Linked DNA regions of Sus scrofa: region 1 is linked to region 2. A link is a contact called in public Hi-C data. All regions are on one chromosome and are shown on one strand. Each heading gives the region's core, a stretch centred on a gene start, on an enhancer-like site or on the middle of the called end of the contact. The rest is flanking DNA. Distances are from core to core; before and after follow the strand shown. Region 1 holds the start of BPHL (biphenyl hydrolase like). Region 2 has its middle 16 kb from the start of RIPK1.

Region 1 (5,282 bases), core at 386-2,885, 59 kb after region 2:
TTGGGAGCGCTGGGACCCAGGTTCCATCCCTGGCCTGGCACAGTGAGTTAACGATCCTGCGTTGCCACAGCTGTGGCTTAGGTCGAGACTGCAACTCAGATCTGGTCCCTGGCCGGGGAACTCCGTGTGCCATGGGGTGGCCAAAAAAGAGAAAACAAAGCCAAAACAGACAGTAAAAGATATTCAGGCCTAAGGCTGATACTGGCAAATAAGACACACCTCCAGATCTCACATCCTGCTCAGCAGATTCTCCACTGGTCGCTGTGGTCACAGTCTTTGTTTTGGTCCATAATACGAAGTTAGGTTTTCAACAACACCAAAAAGGAGTTATTTCTCACAAGATGTTTTTGGTTGGTTTTTTTTTCTTTTCTTTTCTTTTCTTTTTAGGGCCACACCAACAGCATATGGAAGTTCCCTGGCTAGAGGTCGAATCTACAGCCGCAGCTCCAGCCTACACCACAGCCACAGCCACACCAGGTCCGAGCCACTTCTGCGACCTACACCACAGCTCATGGCAACGGCAGATCTTTAACCCAGTGACTGAGGCCAGAGATGGAACCGCGTCCTCATGGATACCATTCAGGTTTGTTTCCGCTGAGCCACGATGGGAAATCCTCCATGCGGGAAATTGATGTGGTATCTTTATGTTGAAATAAGAAATATTGTAGCATAATCCATATTTAAGCCAAATGTGCCTTCAGTGCTCAAGAAGCTGCAGCGGGCTAGTGAGGACGCTGCAGGTAGCAGAACCTTCGGTCCATAACACCTAGAAGCCTTGTGCACAGACCCTGACAGGCGAAGGGGCGGGGCGGGGGCGAAATCACGTAAATAGGAAAGCAAGCTGTCTCCAACTCAAGCCAAGGCTACACAGCAGCCACCACCGTGCTATTACTTTCAGGTAAGGTAGGGCAGGGCATAGCCGCAATGAAACGGTAGTTGTTTTTTTCCCTATTGAATCTTCGATTGCAGATAATGTTTCTAACCTTTAGAGCTTGAATTACATGGTCTGAAGAAGGAAAATTCACTAGCGGTAAAATACGCATAAAATCTCTCATGTTAACCATCTTTAAGTGCACAGTCTATGCTCATTTTGCGCAAACAGCAGCACCTCCCCTGCGCAACTCCCTTCTCCCAAAACCGCGACGCTGACGCCCTTGGGAACTAACTGCCCCTCCCCAGGCCCTGGCGCCCACCGTCCTCTGTGACCTGCCGGCTGCAGGGCCCTCACACCCCGGAACTAGGTTCTTCCGTGCGGCCCTTCCCCCTGGAGGCGGGCAGTGTCCTTTACGCGGACACACTGGACCCTCAGTCCACAAGCACCTGGGCTCCCCCTCCGCCGAGGAAGGCGCCGCGCCCTTGCTCGTCTGCACGATCGGAAGCTCTGACTTAATCTCGGGGGTCCCCGCTTCCCACACCCTCGCCAACACTCATTAATTTCTGGGGGTTTTGAGACGTGGCCTCCTAGCGGGTGCGCGGAAGTAGGAAGAAAAAAATCAAGGCCCTCAGGACAGGTGGGCTGGCGCATGCGTGTTCCGGGAGGTGCGGGCGGGGCTGGGCTCTGGGCGGCCGGCGGGCCCGGCGCATGCGTGTTCCGGGCGGCGCGGCGGGGGGACAGCGGCCTGCGGAGCCCGCGCATGCGCGCTCCGGGGGCGGGCGCGAACTGGGACCATGGCGGCGGCGCTGGGCAGTCGGGGCGCGCGGCGGCTGCTGCTGCTCCTTTCGGCGCTGAAGCCAGGGCTCCACGTCCCCAGGGCCGGGCCCTCGGCCGCGTTCAGGTAAGAGAGCCGCTCCACTCCGGGACCCCGCGTTGTCGTCCGCGCGCTCGGGTCGGCGGGAGCGGAGCCGGGAGCCGCGCTGGGTGTGCGGCCGAGGGGGCGCGGCGGAGGGGGCGCGGCCGGAGCCCGGAGGAGACGCTGGCCGCCCTCGGTCGCACGCGCTCGAGGCGGGCTGGACTCCCACCGCCGCTCCCGGGCCTGCGGGCGGCACTCTGAGCTGTCCCGTCAGAGGCCAGCCTGCACCCCGTCAGCTCGCACAGTCGCGGGCCCCGGTCCCCGAGCCTTGCCGCCGTGTGCTGACCTCGACCGGGACGGGCGGGACGATCCCCTGGGAGCCTGGGAAATGCAGACGCCGGGCCGGAGGTTGGGAATCCGCCTTTCTCTCCTTTGACACTCCCACCCCGCCCCCTACACACGATTTAAGAGAAAGCCACCAAGAGCTGGTTAATCTCCGACCCACAGTCTTAAAGTGGGGGCCCTAGTCCCCAGCAGAAAATGTGGAAAGAGCTGCATGAAGCTGCTTTGGCTTTATTCTCTGCGTACCTGCGCGCGCGCACACGGTCACGGCCACACGCACAGGGACGAGCACTCTAACTGTCCAAGGGTCAGTTCTGTTCCTGACTACGAAGAAAAGTCAAATGCGAGGTGGGTGCCTGGCCCCTAGAACTTCTTTCTCTAGTGTGGAAACGTCTCTTGCAAACTTAACTTGGAAGGAGAAATGAGAAAAAAATCTGTCCAGCTTTCCGTCTTTGTGTTGTGATTGATTGGTTGTTGAATTTGATTTAGGTTCTTTAGTCTCATTTTAGATCTTTTACAAGATTTTCAGGACTGTTTTGATGCAGAGGGAAAATGTGTCAGTGTCAGCAAAAACCGTGTAAGTCAGCATTGAAAAATGCCCATTTATCCCGTTCCTGCAGAAAGGGATTGGTATGAGGTGACTGTGATTGCACCAAGTCGGGTTACAGTGGGTCATTTAATGGTTGCAGGAAGGCCCCATCCACTTAGCAGTGCAAATCATTCCTCTTAAAATATCTCTGAAAAACAGGTTTCTCTGGATTTTGAACTGCTGTTTTACAAATGCAGTTGCAATTGGTATGACTTGTAACGAGAGCAGCCCTGTGGTATAGGTAGGTACAAGCACTCCTGTGAAACTTTTGCTTCAAAGCAGCTGGTGCCCCACCTACCCTGAGTTGTGTTGCAAAACTTTCTGTTAGTCGGCTCTTTGGAACTGCCTCTTCGTATTTCATCATCTGTAAAGTGGTTTATTCCAGTGCCAGGTCAGAAAAGCCTTCTCTACGTGAAAGTGGGTGTTATGTGCTGTTACAGTATCAGTGACTTACAGAACCTAACAGCCTGCTTCGGGAGAGATGTTTTCTGGTTCATCCTGGGGATACTCTACCCGAGAGTCAGAGACCACCTTCCCCTGGCACCTGCCTCCCCCTCCCCCTTCTGTCCAGCAGTCGGGGTGAGGGTGGCTGCGGTGCTCAGCCCTGTTGGGGGCTCTGGTCAGCCATGAGGTTACAGAAAAAGCAGGGACACGAGCGGGTTATTTAACCTCTCTGAAGCTTGTGCCTTGTAGAACTGTTTTGAGGATTTGACACATGACGGTAGCAGGCCCGCGTGTAAAGGGGCTAGGACGTAATAGAATTCATTAATTCGTAGTTATAATTAATAACGATACAAACATGAAGTATAAAAGATGTGAAAAATAAGTCATCAAAATCCATATAAATCCAAGCCCTGGGGATAGCTAATACTTTATCATAGCTAATGGCTACTTTGGAAAAAGTATGTGAAAGAAGTAGCTGGACACACGAGATACAGAGAATGTAGGACTTTCAGAGCGAGGAAGCATCTTATTAAGTGGCCCCCATTTTTATTTCTAAGCAGAAAGCCCCAAAGGCTTTGCTGTGGACATTTCCAGCTGCTCATTTTGGCAGAACGACGGAGGCCCGTTACCTGAGCTCTGATCGTCCACTTCGTTGGTGGTAAAATTAGGTTAATACTCTGCATCACATAGCGAGATGAGTGAGAGGAGGAAGCTGGGAACAGAGGGCTTACTAATTAAACGTTAGTTCTAGCTTGATTATTTGCCCTGGACTGTCGTGTTCTTGCCTGCCCCATGGTAATCTCTCCCTCCCTGTGGGGGTCAGCTTGGCCCCTCAGCAGGAATTACTTGCTGTGTATTGGTCCTGCCCCTTCCCTCCCACAAAACTGCCTTTCCAGCCTCCCAGAAGGAGGGTTCAGGGACAGACATCAGGTGGGACGTGGGTTCCTCTGGCTCACCTTGCTTTCCTAGAGGCTGTTTTTGAAAAGGAGAGGATTTTTCTTCTAAGACTTTAACTCAGTGAAGTCTTTCTCAGCCTTGGTCGTCCATTGGTGTCCTGGGGAATTTAGAAAATGCAGGTGCCTGGACCCTCCCCAGAGATTTTGATTTAGTGCAGCCTGGGCATCTGAGGATTTACGGGTTTGCCAGATGATTCAAATGTAAGGTTGATGCGGTGAGAGGCAGGAACTGCTCTTGTGAAAAGGGGCCGGGTGGGCAGCTGTGAGGGGCTGGAGACGCCATGGTGACCCTGTCCACTGCGTACCCCCCGGGCTCCTGTCTCCCCCAGCTTCTGTCATAACGCTTGGCACGCTGCATAGCACCTGCTGGCTGCAGCCTGACCTGTCTTACCTGTCAGCCTCCACCAGCACGGAGCGCCCACTGCAAAACGGGGCTCAGGGGACCCCTGAGTGAGCGGATCCTGTGGCGGAGTTCTGTGTTTAGGAAGCATGTGCCAGGGCTTCCCCTGGAGCATGGAGCACGTCTCCCAGAGTGTCCCAGGCGGGCGTGTTTTTAACTCCGCAGGTGATGCTGATGAAGACACCTGCTTAAGCTCACCTGGGTCAGAGGAGCACTTGCTCGGAGGGAGAAGGGGTGGAAAGGACTCGTGGACGGCTCGGGAGAGGGGTTCATTTTTGTTCTTCAGATTTTCTGAAGTTTCCCATCTCTCCTTTTTCCTACCCGAGACTTGGGGAACGTGGGTATCTCGAATGGGGTTCAAAGTCATTAGCATGTGTCAGGGCCGTTGCAGGGCCTGGTCTCCACAGGTCTTGTAGCAGAGTTTAACCTGAGGCCTGGCTACCATCAAGAGCCCTTTGGTAAAAGCTGGAGGGAAAAGGCAGCACTCATTTCGATTATATTTTGTGGAAAATCATTCACTATTATTTTTAAAGATAAAGCCTTCCTTAAGTTTGTTTTCTTTCCCCAATACATTATTTTTTTTTCTGTCCAGCAAGGTGACCCAGTTACACATACATGTGCACATTCTTTTTTCTCCCATTATCATGCTCCATCATAAGTGACCAGAGTTCCCAGTGCTACACAGCAGAAAACCGTTTTCTTATGATTGAAATTGATTTGCGTTTGTTCATGGGCAGTTCTCTGTCCTGTATGCCAACCTAGAGATCATGCAATCATGCCGGGCTCTGGGAGCCTCCGGTAACCCCAGGGGGTTAGGCTGG
Region 2 (5,111 bases), core at 131-2,630:
CTATTTCTTCTTGATTCAGTTTTTGTGAGCTGTATGTTTCTAGAAATGTGTCCATTTCTTTTAGGTTGTCACATTTGTTGGCATATAATTGTTCATAGTATTCTTTTATGCTTGTTTTCATTTCTGCAGTATCTGTTGAGATTTTTCCCTTTTCATTTCTTTTCTCTCTCTCTCTTCTTTTTTAATGGCTGCACATGGAGATTCCCAAGCTAAGGGATGATTCAGAGCTGTAACTGCCAGCCTACACCACAGCCACAGCAACACGGGATCCAAGTGTGTCTGCGTGCGACCTACCCACAGCTCAAGACAACACGGGATCCTTTAGCCCACTGAGTCAGGCCAGGGATCAAACCCCTGTCTTCATGGATACTGGTTGGGTTCGTTACCGCTGCACCACGGAGGGAATCTCCTCATTTCTTATTTTTTTAATTTGGCTTCTCTCTCTCTTCTTCTTGGTGAGACTGCCCAGGGGTTTGTCAGTTTTTTTTACCCTTGTGTTTATTTTTTCCTATTTTTTTTTTGTTTGTTTGTTGTCTTTTTGCCTTTTCTAGGGCCACTCCTGCGGCATATGGAGGTTCCCAGGCTAGGGGTCGAATTGGAGCTGTAGCCGCTGGTCTACACCACAGCCACAGCAACACCAGATCTGAGCTGCGTCTGCAACCTACACCAGAGCTCACGGCAACGCTGGATCCTTAACCCACTGAGCAAGGCCAGGGATCGAACTTGCAACCTCGTGGTACCTAGTTGGATTCATTAACCACTGAGCCACGACGGAAACTCCTTAATTTTTCCTTTTTTTAATTTCTATTTTATTGTTTTCCTCTCTGATCTTTATGTATCTGATCTCCGCGGGTCGGGTAGGCGGCTTCCGGGGCTGGCGGGGGGGGGGGGGTCCTTTCCTCTTTCACAGCTCCCCCTCCAGAGTGCTGGTCCCGTCCTGATTGCTGTTTTTCTCCTCTCTCTCTCTCTTTTTTTTCTACCCACCTATGTGGAGGGTTTCTTGCCCTTTTGGGGTCTGAAGTCTTCTGCCAGCGGCCAGCGGATGTTCTGTGCGAATCGTTCTACCTGTAGACGTGGTTTCGTGGGCGAAGGGGAGCGCCACGCCTGCTCCTCCACCGTCTTGATCCCACTTCCTGGCTGATAGGTTTATGTCGTGGTGTTGGATCCAAAAAATCGCATGCCCTGGGGAACTAGGAGAGAGGACCCCCCCACCCCGCCCCGCCGTGAGGCCCCTGATTGCTGTAAAGGGAGAGGGGGAAGGAAATCAGGCTTTCAGGTTCCCAGGCCCCCTGCAGCCCCCAGGCCTGTTCCGGAGGCAGGAGGGATCTTTCGGGTCGTCGTTAGAGTCGATGGCCACGAGAGGGCGACAGAGCCCGCCTGGTGCTCCACGTGGGCCCTTCCAGGCTCAGAGCCGGGTTTCCAGGCAGGGAAGGGGGCACAGAGCATGTGACCAGCGAGGGGGTTGCTTGCAGGCCCCTCTGGGCCCCCTTTCCATTGTCTTCCTTGAGAGAGGGGACCGAACTCTGCTCAGACCCGCTGACTTTTTCCGGCGTCCAGACACCGGGACCGACCGCCCGGGGTCCGACCAGCACGTGACGTCACAGTCAGACCTCTGAGCTCGAGACACCGGCTTGAGCCACTGGCGTGCGGTTCTCCGCAGGCAGCCTCGCAGGGCCTTTGGCACCTGGGAAGCTCAGCTGATGCTCCTGAATGCGGCTTGCGGAGAAGCTGAGAGTTTGGTGTCGGTCCTCATCCCTGCCTGCGCACTCTCTCCCTCAGAGATTTCTTGTTCCTTCGGAGACCTTCCCCCCCCCCCCCCCGTCCTTGACCTCTGGGGGTCAAGTCCGTGAATTCAGTGGGACGCTGATGGGCTTCAAGCCCGTTCAGTGCCGAGGAGCGGGTGTGGCGGATCGGCGTGGGGAAGCGGTGTTGGGACGGGGGTCCTGGGGTCCTGGATCTCTTTCAGAGGGAAGTTTTCCCCTCAGTAAGGCTCCATCACTCTGAGAAGGATTGGAGGAAGGAAGTCAGCCTCTCAGGTGTTCAGGCCCATTCATTGCAGCCCCTGCCCTTGCTCAGGGGGCGGCTGAGGGAAGGGCCGGAAGAGGGCGCTCGAGCACAGAGGCCGCCTGGTGCCCCCGCTGTGCGCTCAGAGCTGGGCTTTGAGGTGGGCAGGAGGAGCGCCAAGGGTGTGTGTGACTCTGCAGGAGGGTAAGTGAGGGTGTGCCTCCGATTCTGCGGCTTAAATTGCTTGCATGATACAGGGAACTTAGTCCCACGTTCACATCCAGGGGTCCATGCGAGACGGATAGACGGAACGTTTTCTTTTTCTTTTTCTTTTTTAAGGAAACCCCAGACAGTTCTCCATGGTGGTTGTACCAATGTACTGTTTCCTACAGCAGTGCAGGAGGGTTCCCTTTTCCTCCACAACCTCTTCGGCGTGTATTTATTATTTATCAAAACTTTTTTTTTTTTTTTTTTTTGGTCCTTTTTAGGGCCGCACCGGCTGCATATGGAGGTTCCCAGGCTAGGGGTTGAATCGGAGCTGCAGCTGCTGACCTACACCACAGCCACAGCAACGCCGGATCCTTAACCCACCGAGCGAGGCCGGGGATCAAACCTGCAACCTCATGGTTTACTAGTCGGATTTGTTAACCACTGAGCCACGACAGGAACTCCAACATATTTTTCAATGGCCAGAGAAGTGGACCAACTTTCTGAATGTGGCTGTCATTTGACTTACCGCCAGCACACCTCTAGAATTAGAAATACCTGGCTTGAGGCTTGGGGATGAGTTCCGTTTTAAGACTCAGGCTTGCCTGGTGTCTGTCACCTAGAAAGCTGAGCTGTGGTCGTGACTGCAGCGTCTAACTGAGGTTCGAATTTGCAGGGCACTCTTCCTCTCCCTGTGAAGCCTGCCTCGACAACTTTCTGCGAAGTTCCTTAGTCTTTTTCCTTCTGAGGTTTTTCTTTCTGTTGTTGACCTCTGCCGGAAAAACGAGAGTTAAAACCTTCTCCATGAGGAGTTTCCATCTTGTGGCTCAGCGGTTAACAAACCCGACTAGCACCCATGAGGACACGGGTTCAGTCCGTGGTCACAAACGGTGGGTTAAGGATCCGAGATTGGCGTGAGCTGTGGTGTAAGTAGCAGAAGTGGCTTGAATCCCGCATTGCTGTGCCTGTGGTGTAGGCCAGCAGCTGCAGCTCCGATTTGACCCCTAGCCTGGGAACCTCCGTATGCCACGGGTGCAACCCTAAAAAGACAAAAGACAAAAACAAACAAAAACACCTGCTCTGTGAATTAAGGGGAAGCTAATTCATTGGTTAACTTAAAGCAGGTTATGTGACTTGGAGTGTGTTTGGCTGACTGATTTAAGGTAGTGGTGGTGTTGGAGAAAAGAATTGGGTGCTCGGGGAAAGGATGAGAGAGGAACACCACCATCTGTAAGGCACTTCATTGTCGTTGGAGGGAGAGGGGGAAGGAAATGGGGCTTCCAGGCCTCCAGCCCCGTTCAGGCCCCCATGGATGGTTCAGGAGGCAGGGGGAGGGCTCTGAGTTGTAGTTACCGCTCTGGCCACCGGAGGGCGCCAGAGCGCCGGCAGAGCCCCCAGCTTCAACATGTTGGCGCTTTGGGGCTCAGAGTTGGGTTTCCAGATGGGGAAGGCAGAACCCCATGGATGTGACCGGAAAATAAGGGTTGGTTACAGGCCTCCTCTGTCTTCTTTTTCAGTGGTTTTGCTTGATAGAAGGGACCTAATTCTGCGTTCTCACCTAGGTGTCTCTGCCAGACTTGTAATATTTTCCAGTGTCCAGATGATTTGACCAAATACCTGGGGTCTGATTGTCATTTGATTTCCCAGAGTTAAATCTCTGAAATTAGAAATACCTGGCTTGGAGTTCCCATCGTGGCTCAGCAGTGACGAGCCCGACTAGTGTTCATGAGAACTTGGGTTTGATCCCTGGCCTCGATCGGTGGGTTAAGGATCCAGTGTTGCCGTGAGCTGTGGTGTAAGTCAGCAGCTGGAGCTCTGATTCAGCCCCTAGCCTAGGAACTTCCATATGCCGAGGATTCGGCCCTAAAAAGCAAAAGAAGAAGAAAAAAAGGAATACCTGACTTGAGCCTCAGGATTTTCCAGAATCAGGCTTGCATGGGATCTGGTATCTGGGAAGCTCGGCTCGCAGTCTTGCATATGGTTTGTGAAGAGTCACGGTTTGGCGGTGGTCCTCACCTCCCCCTGTGACCCTCTCTCTGAGTTCCCCCCAGAGCACCTTGTTCTTGTTCCTTCTGAGACTTTCCCTCCTGTCCTTGACCTCTGCGTGAAGAACGTGACCTAAAGCCAGGTCCGCGAATTAAGCAAAGCGCGGATGAGCTTAAACCTCATCCCATGACTTGTCATGGGTTTGACCGAGAAAGTCCTGGTGTTGGAATAAAGAGAATTGGGCTATCTTTCCATTTCTTGGAAGCCTCGTTCATTTCCTTCATTAATGTTTTATAGTTCTCAGTATATAAGTCTTTCACCTTCTTGGTCAGCTTTATTCTTAGGTTTTGGTTTTGGTTTTTTGTTGTGATTTTAAAAGGTTTTTTTTTTTTTTCATTCCTTTTCTGATATTTCTTGTTAGTACAAAAATGCAATGAATTTCTGAATGAAAACCTTGTATCCTGCTGCTTTGCTGAATTGGTTTCTTAGATCAAGTTGTTTTTTTAATGACTTAGGGCTTTCTGTGTATAGGATCTTGTCATCTGCCTTTCGTGACAGCTTTACCTCTTCCCTTCCAATGCGGATACCTTTTGTTTTTCTCTTCTGATTGCTGTGGCCAGGACTTCCAATTTTATGTGAGATAACAGTGGTGGGAGGGGGCATCCTTGTCTTGCTCCCGATTCCAGTGGGAAGGCCTTCAGCGTTTCTCCACTGAGCATTATTTGGGCTGTGGGTTTGTCGTAAAAGGCTTTGGTTATGTTGAGGCACGTTCCCTCTTCGGTAAGCGTTTTTATCGTGAATGGAGTGTTGGCTCCTGTCAAGGGCTTTTTCTGCATCTATTGAGATGATCATGTGGTTTTTGTGTTTGCTTTTATTAACGTGTATGACATTGAATCATTTGCATATGTTGAACC

What was found. A called contact is a pair of places that touch in the nucleus more often than the background predicts.
Region 1: a contact with region 2 is called in a Hi-C map of embryonic fibroblasts, with 5 times the contacts expected there. The contact joins the promoter of BPHL here to the enhancer-like site in region 2. A contact is called at or near these places in 3 of 5 promoter capture datasets (fetal skeletal muscle, liver and skeletal muscle), 26 of 47 Hi-C or Micro-C datasets (alveolar macrophages, blood, brain and 12 more) and 1 of 2 datasets of contacts at active chromatin or transcription factors (skeletal muscle).

Annotation. Positions count from the first base shown.
Region 1 is chr7:1,881,096-1,886,377 of Sscrofa11.1, forward strand. It overlaps BPHL (biphenyl hydrolase like), which reads left to right and starts at 1,636. Exons shown (of 8, transcript NM_001243485.1): 1 at 1,636-1,775. The coding sequence starts at 1,669.
Region 2 is chr7:1,822,356-1,827,466 of Sscrofa11.1, forward strand. No RefSeq gene overlaps it. Among named protein-coding and RNA genes, the nearest start is that of RIPK1, 16 kb to the right of the region's middle. Within about 2 kb of position 1,381, at least 29 of the 83 cell types and tissues checked have an H3K27ac peak or open chromatin away from gene starts, as enhancers often do. A contact at or near this core is called in embryonic fibroblasts, fetal liver and retroperitoneal adipose tissue, where this site is marked.